Linked DNA regions of Mus musculus: regions 2, 3 and 4 are each linked to region 1. The links are chromatin contacts, called in public Hi-C and targeted proximity ligation maps. All regions are on one chromosome and are shown on one strand. The core of a region is the stretch at or near the end of the contact, and the rest is flanking DNA. Distances in the headings are between cores, read along the strand shown.

Evidence for each region. A called contact is a pair of places that touch in the nucleus more often than the background predicts.
Region 2: a Hi-C map of B cells shows a contact between it and region 1, with 6 read pairs. A contact is called at or near these places in 1 of 484 Hi-C or Micro-C datasets (B cells) and 3 of 130 datasets of targeted methods (astrocytes, embryonic stem cells and large pre-B cells).
Region 3: a targeted proximity ligation map of epiblast stem cells shows a contact between it and region 1, with 13 times the contacts expected there. A contact is called at or near these places in 1 of 39 promoter capture datasets (embryonic stem cells), 1 of 484 Hi-C or Micro-C datasets (bone marrow-derived macrophages), 8 of 130 datasets of targeted methods (differentiating embryonic stem cells, embryonic stem cells, epiblast stem cells and 3 more) and 3 of 9 other capture datasets (adipose tissue, liver and pancreatic islet).
Region 4: a contact with region 1 is called in a targeted proximity ligation map of embryonic stem cells, with 6 times the contacts expected there. A contact is called at or near these places in 5 of 39 promoter capture datasets (the 3T3-L1 cell line, the C10 cell line, embryonic stem cells and 2 more), 2 of 484 Hi-C or Micro-C datasets (the MNK3 cell line and embryonic stem cells), 18 of 130 datasets of targeted methods (the 230-238 cell line, the NIH/3T3 cell line, T-cell acute lymphoblastic leukemia and 11 more) and 1 of 9 other capture datasets (embryonic stem cells).

Annotation. Positions count from the first base shown.
Region 1 is chr19:38,929,184-38,932,501 of GRCm38.p6, forward strand. Hells (helicase, lymphoid specific) reads left to right here and starts at 1,807. Exons shown (of 22, transcript NM_008234.3): 1 at 1,807-1,892; 2 at 2,208-2,329. The coding sequence starts at 2,225.
Region 2 is chr19:40,610,189-40,613,605 of GRCm38.p6, forward strand. Tctn3 (tectonic family member 3) reads right to left here and starts at 2,043. Exons shown (of 14, transcript NM_026260.3): 1 at 1,737-2,043; 2 at 1,463-1,586; 3 at 1,106-1,224. The coding sequence starts at 1,956. It also overlaps a transcript of Entpd1 not described here.
Region 3 is chr19:40,239,901-40,243,231 of GRCm38.p6, forward strand. All of the region lies in intron 4 of Pdlim1 (PDZ and LIM domain 1 (elfin)), which reads right to left. Among named protein-coding and RNA genes, the nearest start is that of Gm41845, 30 kb to the right of the region's middle.
Region 4 is chr19:40,586,468-40,590,009 of GRCm38.p6, forward strand. It overlaps Aldh18a1 (aldehyde dehydrogenase 18 family, member A1), which reads right to left and starts at 1,996. Exons shown (of 19, transcript NM_019698.2): 1 at 1,843-1,996. Gm27042 (a long non-coding RNA gene) reads left to right here and starts at 2,065. Exons shown (of 4, transcript XR_386705.4): 1 at 2,065-2,152; 2 at 3,388-3,440.

The sequences.
Region 1 (3,318 bases), core at 557-3,056:
GGCCTCGAACTCAGAAATCTGCCTGCCTCTGCCTCCCAAGTGCTGGGATTAAAGTTGAGCGCCACCACCGCCCGGCTCAGAGATGGAGTTATAGGCACAGGCACATGCACATGCTCGGAACCAAACTCAGGTGGTGTGCAGGAGCCGTAAGTGCTTCCAGTGGCTGTAGTTTCTGCCTAGGTTACTCTTACCCTGGGCTGATTGGCTTTTTGACATTTCTTTGCTTGTCATTTTCCTCAACCCCCAGGTATCCAATTACCTAGTCTTAAAGATCTGCCAGTTCTCCCATTACTCTATTCTGTTTCCGGTTCTGGAGTTTAAGAGACCTATGCATAAGGATTTAGAAGTTCTGGTTCATTGCTGTATATTTTCTGTTGTTCTGGAGGCATTTACACAGAGGCCTTGAAAGCAGAGAGCTGGTGCTTTTCTTAGCCATTGCTAGTATTTAGTCTACACAGCAGCCAAGATGAGTCAGGAAATTAATGTAGCAATGTAGCAGATGTCTGTTCTGTGAGAACCAAATGAATTTGCACTGTGCTCCAACTCTTGTTCTGGACAAATCAACCTGCTCTTCCTAAAGACCTAGAAGGGAAGCCGACCATCAAGGCATGGTTGCATACATTGGCACGTGGGAGGCAGAGGCAGGTGGGGCTCTATGAGTTCAAGGGTGGCATAATCTACATAGCAAGTTCTAGACCAGGGGGGGAGGAGCGCAGCATAGTGAGACCCTGTCGCAAATAAAATCTTATTTTTTAAAATAGAGGATCCCCCCGAAGGTGGTTATGGTAAAGCCATGTCTTTTTCTCTTAAATTTTTCTTTACATTTTTATTTAGTGTGCATATTTAGAGGTGTGTGGGTAGGCTTACAAATGCGACTTGGTACTCATAGAGATTAACGGACAATTTGCAGGACTTTTCTTCTCCGTGCGTAAAGCATTGCAGAAAAGGAATTGAAACCTAAGCAAAACGGCCACGAGAAAAACCCTTCAGCACCCACTCTTATTAGCGGTCTATTTGTTTTCTGAAAAAAAAAAAATTTTTTTTTTTTTTTAAAGATTCATGTACTCCAGGGCTCCAGGGTGTCTGTAAACCAAGGATCACTGACCTTCCAAAAGTCCTAATCCTGTGCCTGGACCTCCACTGCGCGAGATGACAAGGGAGCCTTTCCCTGTGGGCAGGCATTACACCAACTCCGCTACACCTACAGACCTTGTTCTCTCCTCCGTTCCTCTCAGTCAGTTTATCACTCGCTATTTTATCCTAAATACTTTTTCCCCCCTGAACTAGCTATAATCTTAATTTCTCATCTTTCTTCTTACTCACAAACCACTCCTCAGAGTTATTTGGAAAGGAAGTTTACGAAAAACCGCGAACTACAACTGGTCAGGGTCCAGCGAGCTTGGCCGTTTTTGACACCCTAACATCGACCTTCACCTACCGAAAGGACAGGTATTGGGGGCGTTCAAACAATCCAGTGTGTGAAGAGGTCTTGCACCCGCCGAACAACTCGGGACCATCATTAAATAAGAAAGGGGCGATCGGGGCCACTACGGTCTGCGGCGCCTCTGTGACCACGGGCGACATTCAAGGCTGGAGCTAGCTACACCCCCTTTGCCTGGGTCCAGGTAAAGGCTTAACGCATCCCTCCTGGGGAGAGGCGGAAAGCAAAGCCAAGCGCGTCCAAATCTCGTGAGCCGAGGTCTGCAGCGGGCGGGGAGCCCGAAGTCTCGCGAGACCACCGGGTTTTCCCGCGAAAGAGAAGCGCGCGAATTTCTTGCGCCGCGGGGCGAGCGAGCCGGCGGGGTGTGAGGATTTAGCTCGCGGCGTTTGAGGCGACTGGGTCCCCGGCCGGTGTCCAGCCGTGCCTGCGGAGCCGCCCGCGAGCAGCAGCGGTGAGCCGGCGGCGTGAAGGCTGCACCCCGGGGAGGGAGCTCGCCGGGGTCCGGGCTGAGGAGGGGAAAAGGCGTGAGGAGCCGCCGGCGGCGACCTGGTCTGCTTGGTGGCACGGAAGCGTTCCCCCACGTCTCCCTTACAGGTCTCCTCACGAGCTGGGTCCCGGCCGACCGGCTTTGCCACCCAGACGCTGTCCGTGGCTTTGGCCGGCGATGCAGACGGCCAGGGAGGGGGAAGGCCGTGGCTTCCCGAAGTTGGAACTCGGGGGTTGTAACTTGAATCCCGTTCTGAAAGCCCCCGCCGTGCTCCCTTAGGGTCCTTGGCTCCAGAGATGGCCGAACAAACGGAGCCTGCGGTGATTACTCCAGCCATGCTGGAGGAGGAGGAACAGCTCGAGGCTGCGGGACTTGAGAAAGAGCGGAAGATGTTAGAAGAGGTAATGTAAAGTCCACGGCCGGCGGTTCTCCCCGGCTCCCCACCCCCACCCCCGGCCTGCCTCCCCGCCTGCCTCCCCCACTTGCTTCTCCTTGAACTTCCAAGCAGCCCTGGCCACTTGGCTTCTCCGTACTTGTAAAGTGGAAATCTTGGCGTGGGCTTTGAATGATAGATAGGTTTCTGAAGTGTGGTCTGGGCGGGGTAGGTTGCAACTTATCTTTGAGTGGACGTTTCAGATTGCTTTTTTGACTACTAAGATTCAGTCAAGAGTCACTGGTAAGTGTTTGCTTGCTTTTGCCATCTTTATTGGCTTTTAAAATATGTTCTCTCACTGTATGCCTAATGGCCAACATTATTAATCTTTAATGCCCCGAGTCATAATGTATGTATTAGTAGACAGAGGTGGTAGACGTTGACATTAATCAACGGTTGGGCTGTAAGCCGGGTCTACTGATAATTCCCTTCCCCTCTATTTTTCTGTTGGGTTTGTTTTTGAGACAGTATTATGCTGGCCTTCATATCCTAGGGTCCCCCTGCCTAGCTTCCCAGTGCTGGCTGGGATTACTGGAGTGTGCATATCATTCCCTTCTCCTAAGGATTTCTTAGCAATTTATTACTGTTTGCTGCCTAAGTAATCAATTTGTTTTAGTTTTCTACAAGTAAGGTTCTTTAGCTAAAATTGAGGTGTATGTTTTCATGGTAAGTTACAGTATTTGTACATTTCTTTAAAAAACAGAATCTTTTAAAACGTAGTGAAAGCAGCTTTTAACATTTGGCAAGTTTAGTTCTTGATTAGTACTATGAAGTGCCACCACCCTGCTGCTTAGTTGTTGCATATGCAAGAAAAGGTGATATAATCATGGGAAGTTCTTAACTCCATCTTAGTTTTTTTTTTTCCTTGCATTTATTTCATTCTGTCAATAGAGTATGAACACTCTTTGGGATTTTTAATCTTCAATTTTGTAGCCCATGCTGGGCTGGAACTCACAG
Region 2 (3,417 bases), core at 793-3,292, 1.7 Mb after region 1:
GTGTCCACCAACTGTACCATCAGCCAACAATTTAGAGGTAGTTACACTCTGATATAACTGTGGACGTGAAAAACCTACAGACCATCTCATCCATCCCCTTAGGAAATTTGGATCCTCTGAGGCAAGGGTAGTTGCAAGGACCTCAGAGTAAGGTAGCAAAACTAGGAGCAGATCCCCAACCCCCAACTTGCTGGTCTGCAGTTTTCCCCCTCCACAGTGCTATAGAGGCCCTCTTAGGAATAGCACACCCTTCACCGCCAGTGATTATTATCAAGACATTTTATCCACTGTGAATAAATATACAGTTTGCTCTTTTCTAAAAAATGATATATTTATTTTTATTTTATGTGTATTGGTGTTTTGCTTAAATATGTCTGTGTGAGCATGACAGATCCCCTGGAGCTGGAGTTACAGCCAGTTGTGAGCTGCCATGTGGGTGCTGGGAATTGAACCTGGGTCCTCTGGAAGAACAGAGAGTGCTCTTAAGTGCTGAGCCATCTCTCTAGCCCCACAGTTTGTCCTTTTAAGGCACTGACAGCTTATCTGGAGGAAATCATAATATTCACATAAACTGACAATCATACAAGGAACTCTACAAATTCTTAAGGAATGACTTAGGACAACGAGTGTCTTAGAACTAACTTCTGAGGATGGGCTCACTTGGGCAGATGACAGAAGATTCTTAGAAGAGCTAAGATGTTCGCAATGAATGGAGAAAAGAGGGCCACTTGAGTCAAGGGGGAAAGCAGATAAAAGTTAGGAAAAATTTAAGGCACAGCTTGAGGACAAAGGACATGAATTCGTCCAAAACAAAAGGGCAGAATAAAATCATGAGAGAAAAGTTTTCGGACAAAGAAAGAGAAAGAAGGACACAAAGAAAGAAATCAATGCAGATTGCCAGGCTAAAGGTGCTGAGCAGTAGTTTAAAGGTGGTAGAGTCTCATGAAATTACTAATGTTCTTATTAACTAAAAGTAAGAGGGTAGTGGTAAGAGGGGTGAGCGACAGGGAATCTAAAAGAAATAAGAGAGCTGGGAATCCCAAAGACAAAGTCACATCTCAATAAACATTCAATGATAAGAGCTGTCAAACTCGTTTCTACTCACAGTTGTTCACACGGACACAAAACTGTGTCGTTCCACTGGAGTCCGTGAAAACTCTGGAAGGGAACGGGGAGTTGCTCCTGAACATAAGAGAGTTGTCCACACATACCCAACTTGAAGATCTGTGAGGAAAGGTGAAGATACTTAAGAGAGAGACATGGAGTACATCTAGGGAAGGGGGCCTTACCCCACCAATGTCTGATGCCAATAAGAGGGGTCTCTGGGCAGAGGTGCAACACTCAGGTTTTGTTTTACTGGATGGCTCAGCATTCCCAGGAAAGCCCAAGGGGACATCCGACCGGGAGACAGCGGGTAGGAAACTCACTCTTACTCCTCCACCGGAGGAGCACCGCAGCTCACCTTACACTACCAGGAAGACAGAAGGAAAAGACTGTTCTGGGATGGAGAAGATCGCAGTCCTTGTCACAGCAGCAGTTTAAATCGCAGGTACCCGGAGTCAAGTCACAGACACAGATCGGTAAAGCTGTAAGTACAAGAAGAAAAGCGAGATGAAGCTCCCCCAAAGTTTTCCCGCGCGGACAGCCCCAGTGCCAGCTACGTGGCAGGGCAATTTTGTCTACACAATTTTAGATCTGAGAAGTCAGTATTTCCATCCCGTATCCCGCCGCATCACCTGGAAAGGGGTCGGTGGTCGCGTTCACGGGCATCGATAGAGTCCAGGGAGTCGGACTCTCAGACGAATCCGGAGGAGCTGAGGTTGGCACTTCGGGCGTCACTGGCTCCAGGCCCCAGGAGGTGGGGAAAGCCCGGGCTGTGGAGGAGGGCTGCGGTCGGGCGGTCTCAGAAAGCATCAGGACCACCAGCAGCAGCAGGTGCAGCTGCAGGGTGCACATAAGGCAGCCTGGCCGCAGAGCGGTGCGACAGGAGCCTGGGTCTCCAGATACGTCCCAGGAGCCCTGGGAAGAAGAGTCGCGTACTTCGTCATCAGCTTCCGTCTGCGCATTGGCTCAGGCGGGAGCCGGGTGCTCTTCAGCCAATGGAAGGCCGTGTTGTTACGACCCTGAGCGTCCTTCATGCTGCTCTCCTCCTTAGCGGCGCGTGGTTCCCGTTACCTGGCAACCGCTGGGAGCCTCGGGGGCGAAGGCGTCTTTGCCTGATCCCGCCGCTAGATGGCAGCTGGCAGAGGGTTGGCGCGCTTTACGGACCTGGAAGAATTGGATGAAGTCATCACTGAGAGGAAGACCAAGAGGCACAAACTGAGATCTTACCAAGGTAAGAGGCCCTTTCTCTGGAAACACCATGAACTCAAGGAGAAAAACATAGAAAGTCACATCCCTTACGTGTGCCGGGAAACTGAGTACCTGATCACAAAGTTTAGGCCAAACTGGCTACTGAGTGAGACTCTGATCCCTAAAACAAAGACAAATGAACAAAGTCCCAATGATGGCATGAGAGATGGCTCAGCTTCTAAGAATATTTGTTTTTGTTTTTGTTTTTTTCAAAGAACTGGGGTTCGCTTCCCAGAACCCACAAGGTGTCTCACAACCATCCGCTGCTCCAGTTCCAGGAGATCCATTGCCTGTGCCATCTTCTGGCCTCAGTGGGCGCCATCTGACACCCGCAGGTGCAAAGACTCAAGCAGGCAAAACACTCCTCTGCATAAAATCTAAAATAAAATTTAAAAATGTCTCCACTTTAATTACTATGGTATTTTTTAAAAAGCATAATAAAACAATGCTTATTTCAACTCCACGAGTTTCTTTATTCCCCGCTCCCTGTCGCCTAGTCACAGTTTCATGTAGCCCAGGCTGACCCTCAAACTCAAGATGTGGTCAAAGATGGCTGAATTTCTGAACCTCCTGGGTCTGGAATTTTAGTCATATAGGCCACCTTCATGCACTCCTGCCAAACACTCTATCAAGTTAAATTTTATTTTATTTTTTAAAAAGTGTTAGTTAGTGCATTATATCAATAAATGTGATCTGTATATTTGTTGCTGGAAAGGGTAGTAAGGGAAGAGGTTCAGGACAAGAAAACAGGATGGAGAAGAGTATGAGGACTTAGAGAAAGTTACAATTTAGAAACATTTTCTGAGGAGAAAGTAAAGATACAGAGATGGAAATAGCCAAGGAACCAAGAAGCAAGCTAGCTGATTGCTCTTTTACGGTTTTATCATTAAGTTCTGAAACACTCTCTAGTATGTGCTTGCTCTTCTCAGGAGTGGCGTGGCCCTTCTGCATGCCTAATAGCACAAACATTCTGTATTTGCACTAATCTGAGACACAGGCAGGCATGGCTATGGCACACATGATAGGCATGCAATGCCTGAGCTGTTAAATATTTAATTTTAAAAT
Region 3 (3,331 bases), core at 366-2,865, 1.3 Mb after region 1:
AGGCCTGGTACTCTGGAATTTCTATGCTGGTTATGGAAGTTCAACTACTCATACCATGAAAAGAGCCATCTCCCCCAGAAGGATGCTGGCCAGGGGTACTGACAGCTGAACTTAGGCAATGACTGCGGGGAAGAAAAAAGTCCACGGTACGCCGAGGCAGCTCTTCTCTGGAACATGCTTCTATGCTTCCTGTTCCCTCTGAGCCCCTGGCACTCAGAAGTGCTGAGGCAGACTTCTCTCCATCAGTGAACTCGGCAGTAACCAGCATTCCCTCAGCACCTTCCAGTACAATGTAGTGCATTCCCTTGACAAGCTGGTGGAAAGGCCAGTGGCTAAGAGCCCACCTCAAAGATCAGGAGACAGGGTCTCAGAGGACTTACAAGGTCTGTCTAAACTCACTCGGCTGGCAGGAGGCAGAGTCATTTTCTAGGACTCTATCTACAAGCCTGAAGAAAGTAGTAGACGTCGAATAAATTATGAACTCTAGCCTGGGCATTACCAAATTTTAACAGGTCCCTCCTACACATAATTGAAGAGGTGGGAGCGAAGGTGCTAGCAATATTTCTTTCACAGAACTGGTACTCAGTAGGTACTCAAAACAGGATCACTAAGCTGAAGTCGCCTAGAAGGGAAGGGCAGCAGAGGGCCTCCCTCTCCACTGTCAGCAAGGAGGCCTGCTGAGGAGACAGACCCTCACCTGCCTTTCCAGATGGTAACGCTGCTGACGACATTCTGACCTGCCTGGGATGCTGCTGTACCAAGATCTACAAGACAGATAAGACAGACAGACAGGCAAGACAGACAAACAGACAGACAAGACAGACAGACAGACAAGATAGACAGACAGACACTGCTGCTGACATTCTGTACCAAGATCTACAAGACAGACGGACAGACAGACAAGACACACACACACACACACACACACACACACACACACACACGTACACACACACACACACACACGTACACAGCAGAATGATCTGAAGTGCTTGGACCCCTCCCACCACCCCTCAAAACAAAAAAACAAAGAAACAGGGTTAGCCCCAGGGAATGGGCAGTGACCTCAGAGGTAAAGTATGTCATGAGCCAGTTCTGGAACATCAGCGAATTCAGACTAAACAGTGGGGGTGAGCCAGCCCCTGGCCTTGTGCTGAGCAGGGATGGTTACGGAGTGCCTGCCCTGGTTGGCAGGATCATCTGAGAATATACTAGAAACAAGCCACCAGGCAGAGATCCCTACGCAAGAAACATGGCAGGCTCAGCAGCTACTTTCCCTCCAGCTTCAGGGATTCCCACGGCTTCTTAGATTCCTGCTCCAGGAGCTTGGGTTGAAACAGATAATGGGCCCCCTTTGCTGAGGGAATCTGCAAGGAGACTTGATGAAGACCTGCAGGCTGCTGCAGCCAAAGAAACCATGCCTGCGTGCCAAAAGCAGACAATGGGAGGGGGCGGGGCGCAATCAGGGAGCATGAGCGAAGAAGAAGAAAGAAGACGTTAAGGAAGGAAAAATATCTAAGGCAGCCACACTAAAAATACTTTCCAGGCACATACTTCTCTCAGTGCATAGCAGTTCTTTCAATTAAGGATGTGTCATTTCCTGGGTTATTAAATCCAGATCATGGAACATTCCACTCGGGGACAGTAAAGGAAGGGTCACGTTCCCAGCCTCTCCAAGCACCATAAGCAGCGGAACACAAGAATGGTGGTCCTTAGTGTTCAGATCACTGAGCTGCATGCAAGCTTCCCTTCAGGATGTGATACTTAGAGGATGCCCTGCCTGGCACTTTCCCTTGTATGCCCAGCATCCCCATAACCACCTAGAAGGGCGTCAACCTACCAAGCAGGTAAGACCTCGTGGGAACCATAATTGGCGTAAGAGATAATAGTTCTGGCCACTACAATTAAAGCCAGTGAGCTTCAGCCTCTTCTGAAACCAAAACCTCACCAGACTCTAAGGAACATACAGATCTGTTCCATCCGGTCCTCTTCGTGCCAGGGGCAAAGACTTGTGTGCAGGAGATGGCCAATAGTCTCAATATCTGTCTGATCTGTCTGTCTTCATCTGCTACCCTCCCTCCATCTCTCTCCCATCCCTTCCTCTCCCCAGACCCTGAAGACCACAAACACAATGGGGGTTCCTGTAACAGCTCTCAAAATAGTTAAGGAGCCTGGGACTGTAGCCCCATCCCCACAACTTGCATTTGAAACACTTAGCTTGCACCTAAAATGAGCTAAAATTTGGACAGATGAATAAGGAAGAAACTGGATGGCAAAACAGGCTTTTGGAGTTAACACAAAATCTGAGCGAGTAAAAGTCTACACCATCCCTGTGGGCTGTACATGAACATAGGGCTCCACAAGGGTAGCTCAATTGTGTTTGAACTGCGCTCCTTACCCTGCAGGCCCATCCTCAGGCATGAGTCCTAATCTACTCCCCACCCTCTGTCATAACACCGTCATTAACACTGTCATGCCCAGTTCCCTTGCCATGGGTGACTGAAGTGTCCCCAAAGAGTTAGGGACAGAGCAAATTTAGGGCCCTCTGCTGGAAGAAACAGGAGACCAGATAGAGAGGTAAAGGTAGATACAGCCCACAGGTATGTGACAGAGGACATGCCTGCCAGGTTCCACCTGCGGTCCCATCTCTCCTGTTGTTAAGCCAGCTTCTGTCACAGGTCAGAACCCATCCCTCTAGGCAGGAACTTGCAGCTTCATGGATTTAGCTCTGTCATTTCCGGTCTACATTAGTGAGGAAGCAAGCATTGCTTCACCGAGACTGCACAACTGTGTGTGCTACTAAGATCCAGTGGGAAGCATGGAGCAGTCCTCCCAAATACTCTACAATGAGGACTCCCTCAGGACACGGGATGACGGTCCTGTGAACGACCATGACCAGAAGCTGAGGGTGACCACCAGTGCTCAGGACAGGAACGATTCACCACCATTACAAGATCTGTTTGTGTCCGACATGGTGCTAGGCATTTTATATATTTTCTTTTCTCGCTGTCATGGGTGTGGATATCCACAGGTCACAGTGTGGGTGCACAGGCGCTCACACACATGTGGAGGCCCAAGGGTGACATCCAAAGTCTTCTTCCATTGCTCCTTACATTATTCACCGAACCCAGAGCTCACCCATGCAGCTCTTCTGTCCAACCTGTTTGTTCCAGATCCCGTCTGTACCTCTGAAGTTACTGGAATGACAGCCAAGCCACCAAACCCATATACAATGTATGAATGTGCTAGGAATAGATTCGTGAGCTCAACAGTAGGCACTGCAACCTTTGAGACACTGCACCAGCAACACATTTCCTTATTTTTACTACAA
Region 4 (3,542 bases), core at 746-3,245, 1.7 Mb after region 1:
TTGCTTTTTCAGTGGGCCTCAAAAACACATTAGCATTTAGCTCTATAGCAAAGAAAGAGCAAGGAACGGACTATACCATTCTGCAATTATTCTGCACAAAATCACAGACATGGAGAGAGGAGAAATGGGCAGGATGCTCTGTAACAGAACATACGGCAACAGGCGGATAACCGAACCTGGTGAGTGACCGACCGCTTTGCTGGCTTCCGTTTCTGCATAACACTGAAGTATTTTGTGGGCCCATGTCTTATGTTCAACACTTACATAAATCCCTTCAAAAATGGCTGCAAAACTATTACTTACACACATTCTGCAAAATACCTATAAAAAGTCAGTAGTGACATAATTCCAGTTGTGCCCGCTTTGTACCACCTCCCCAGACACTCTCATCTTCACATTGGACATAATCCTCCAGGTAGCTGGCTCATGTGTTACTGTTGCTCTCCCCAGACGGGCTCTAAGCTCCCCTTTGGGGTATGCTACACAGGGTGGGAATCCACACAACTTTAGATTGGATAGATCTAAGTGTTGGCTGTCCTTGCCATGGAGATTGCCAACTCAATCTCCTCATCTGTAAATGAGGGATAATAACGGTTTATATGGCCTGAGATCACCGTGGGAGTGACACAAGGCAAGGCTGGAAAGCGCCTGGGTGCACAGATAAGGCTATTGTCCACCCCCCTCTTCTGTCTTTTATAAGGCACTGACATTTCTTAACCTTTCCACTTACTTCCTTCACTGACACCAAAAGGTCAAAAGAGCCACTGATGGACAGCCGTGCTTAGTGGCAAACGCCTGTAATCCCAGCATTCGGGGGAAGTAGAGGCAAAAAGGATCAGAAGCCCGAGGTCGTTCTCAGCACACAGCCAGTTCTAGGCCAGCCTGGGCTACATAAGACCCTGTCTCAGAAAAGATTCTGATCGGGTCACATGCATAGTTCTAGACTGTTTACCCCTCTCTTGTCTAAGCACAGAAAGCTCTGAACGTCTGAGATCCTTGGAGGTATGAGGTCTACCATTTGTCTCTGGCCCAGGGAGGCAAGATCTTATATTGCAAACGACTGTTCAACCAGTCAGTTTGTTGTGACAGCAAAAACCAGACAGGTGATGCAAAAGCCCAAAGGGTATATACGTGGAGACTCTGTGATCGAGAGAGAAGTTCTTATATTTTAACTCAGAACAGCTTTCAAGTGACTAGACACAAACACACGGAGAGCTCTTATCTCACTTAGAGAAGTGAACTTCAGTCTCAACAAACTACCCAGAAAAACACATGCTGAGTTCATGGTTCACTACTTAATAGAAAGACAGAAACTCAAAGATAAATGTTGTTGCTTCGGAGGGTGGGGGAATAAGGCTGGGGTATGGCGTGCGGGGTGAAGAATCTGAGCGCACCCTTTCTGTGCCAGGAGATAATTATCACACACGGGGTCTCCGGGAATAACCCTGGCTGCAGGGAGAATCTCCTATGTACAGGTTCCATATGTCAGGTCGCGAGCCACAGAGAATTGCAGACTCAGGCCCTGGGAGTGCGTCCGTGGATGGTTTCACACCAGGTGTATGACTACTCGCAGCACAGGAGCCCTGGAAGCCGGTTGTGGACTTGGTAGGAAGAGGCTGCAGGGTCCTCCAGCCTCCGCTGGTAGCATACCCAAAAGATGGCCAGAGATCCCTGGGCCTCCTAAACCCTGCACCGGGAGCTGTGCATGAGCATCTCAGAGCACCTGGCTGCCCCGCGCCGCCGCCGGCTCCCGTGTCCACGCCCCTCCGGACCCGCGGCTGCACCCCGCATCTCCCCCTTTCAGTGAGTGTACCCCTTGCCCGGTGCTGCCCAGCCACCTACCTGCTGGCCGCCGACCCCAGCCCTGGACCACTCTTCGCGGCGACCGCCCTCTCCTCCGCCTTTTCTTCCGTCTACGTCCAGCTCTCCGGAGTTGCGTCAGCCGCGTTAGACTGAAGCCCCGTAGCGCCGCTGACGTTGGGAGACGGGTCTGACCCACGCTACGCCACGGCAACGGCGCAGGCGCTTCTGAGAATCGCGCCCACGCTCCACGTGGCGGCCCCCTCCCATCCCCAGGCTCCGCGCCCGCAGAGTATAGGGGCGGGGCTTCGAGCACCCAGAAAGGAACCTCCCCAGACAGCTTCCCAGAAAGGTAAGGAAGACTGGCTTCTAGTTGCTGATGGATTTCATAAAGCGTGTTTGACAGTTGATCGTCTATATGTCAGACTCACATTAGAAATAGATTGAATCAACAAAGACCGTCTCCCTCAAAACAAAAACAAAAACAAAGACTGGCTATTGAAAAAAATTGGCACCATGGTAAAACAAGTTGGCACCTAGTTACCCGAAAATAACAGCCCAAGTGTTTTCAGCAAAGGTGGTGGTAAGAATACTGCATTTTAAGACGGTGTGTTTAATCTCTGATTATTAATAACCACTGATTATCCCAAAGTTGAATGCATAACGGACACAGATCATCTCCTTCCGGGCTGGCAACGTTCTCGTCCCATAGCACCGTTCGTTGCAGGGAGGCCATTGTCTAGAGAAGGTCAACTGTGGCTGAAAATTGGTTCTTTATGCTTTTGTAGTCCTGACAATGCTACTGAGCCTATTCATTCATTTTCTAATTCACTAAAGGGAACTTACCACTACTTCTCAGTCCATGATGCAGGAGTATGGGGGGAAGGGCAGGGGGCGGGGAGCGGGGGGGAGTGGGGGGAAGGGCTAAAAGGAGGTTTCAGCTTAGGAGAGATCCACGCTCATGGATGATAGGTTTGCAGAAGAGAACATCTGGCTGGGAGCTCACCATACAAAGATTTTGAATCTTATGGGTCACCAAGTCAGTGAATCCAAACTTCTAAAGCCCTGGAATGATATGATCAGGTTTTTGTGTCGGAAATCAGCACAGAGGTGTAGAAACTGGGAAGTGGGTTAGCCTATTGCAAAGCGCCCTGTAAGAAATAAAGCAGACGAAAGGCGCCGACAGGGGGCGTGGGAGCAAAAAGGAAGGCGCGCTCACAGCACTTTTTGCTAAGGGTTGAGTACCAGGAAGAGGAGTTCTTTGAAATGAAATGTGCGTCGGCATATGAGATCTAGGAAGAAGCTGAGAAAATCTGTGCTTTGGGAAGGGTGTTGGCGCCAGGACGCGTTAAATTTTGAGCACGTTGAGGGTGGGGAGGTGGGGCATTAAAGAGAAACAAAACAGCAGGCGCTGATTAGATCTGGTACCCGGGCTTCTAAAAAAAGTGGGGGGGGGGGGGTGCGTGTGGGTGTGTGTCAGGGGTGTAACTAGACTAAGGGACTGGAGCTAAGTTAGAAGGCGATTCTGATTCTTCAGTTCACCCACAGATCACCTTATTGTAATTGCTTGTCTGTCTTCCCTCCTAGGGAGCAAACCTCTGGACAGCAAGAAAGCATATTCCTAGAATATGAGATACTTTGTAAGTATTTGAGGAGTGAATAATTATTATGTCTTTAGTTAAAAAAAACCAGATTTCTCAAAAAGTGAATTGGAATTGATCATCGGTGCTGAAAAAATAAAT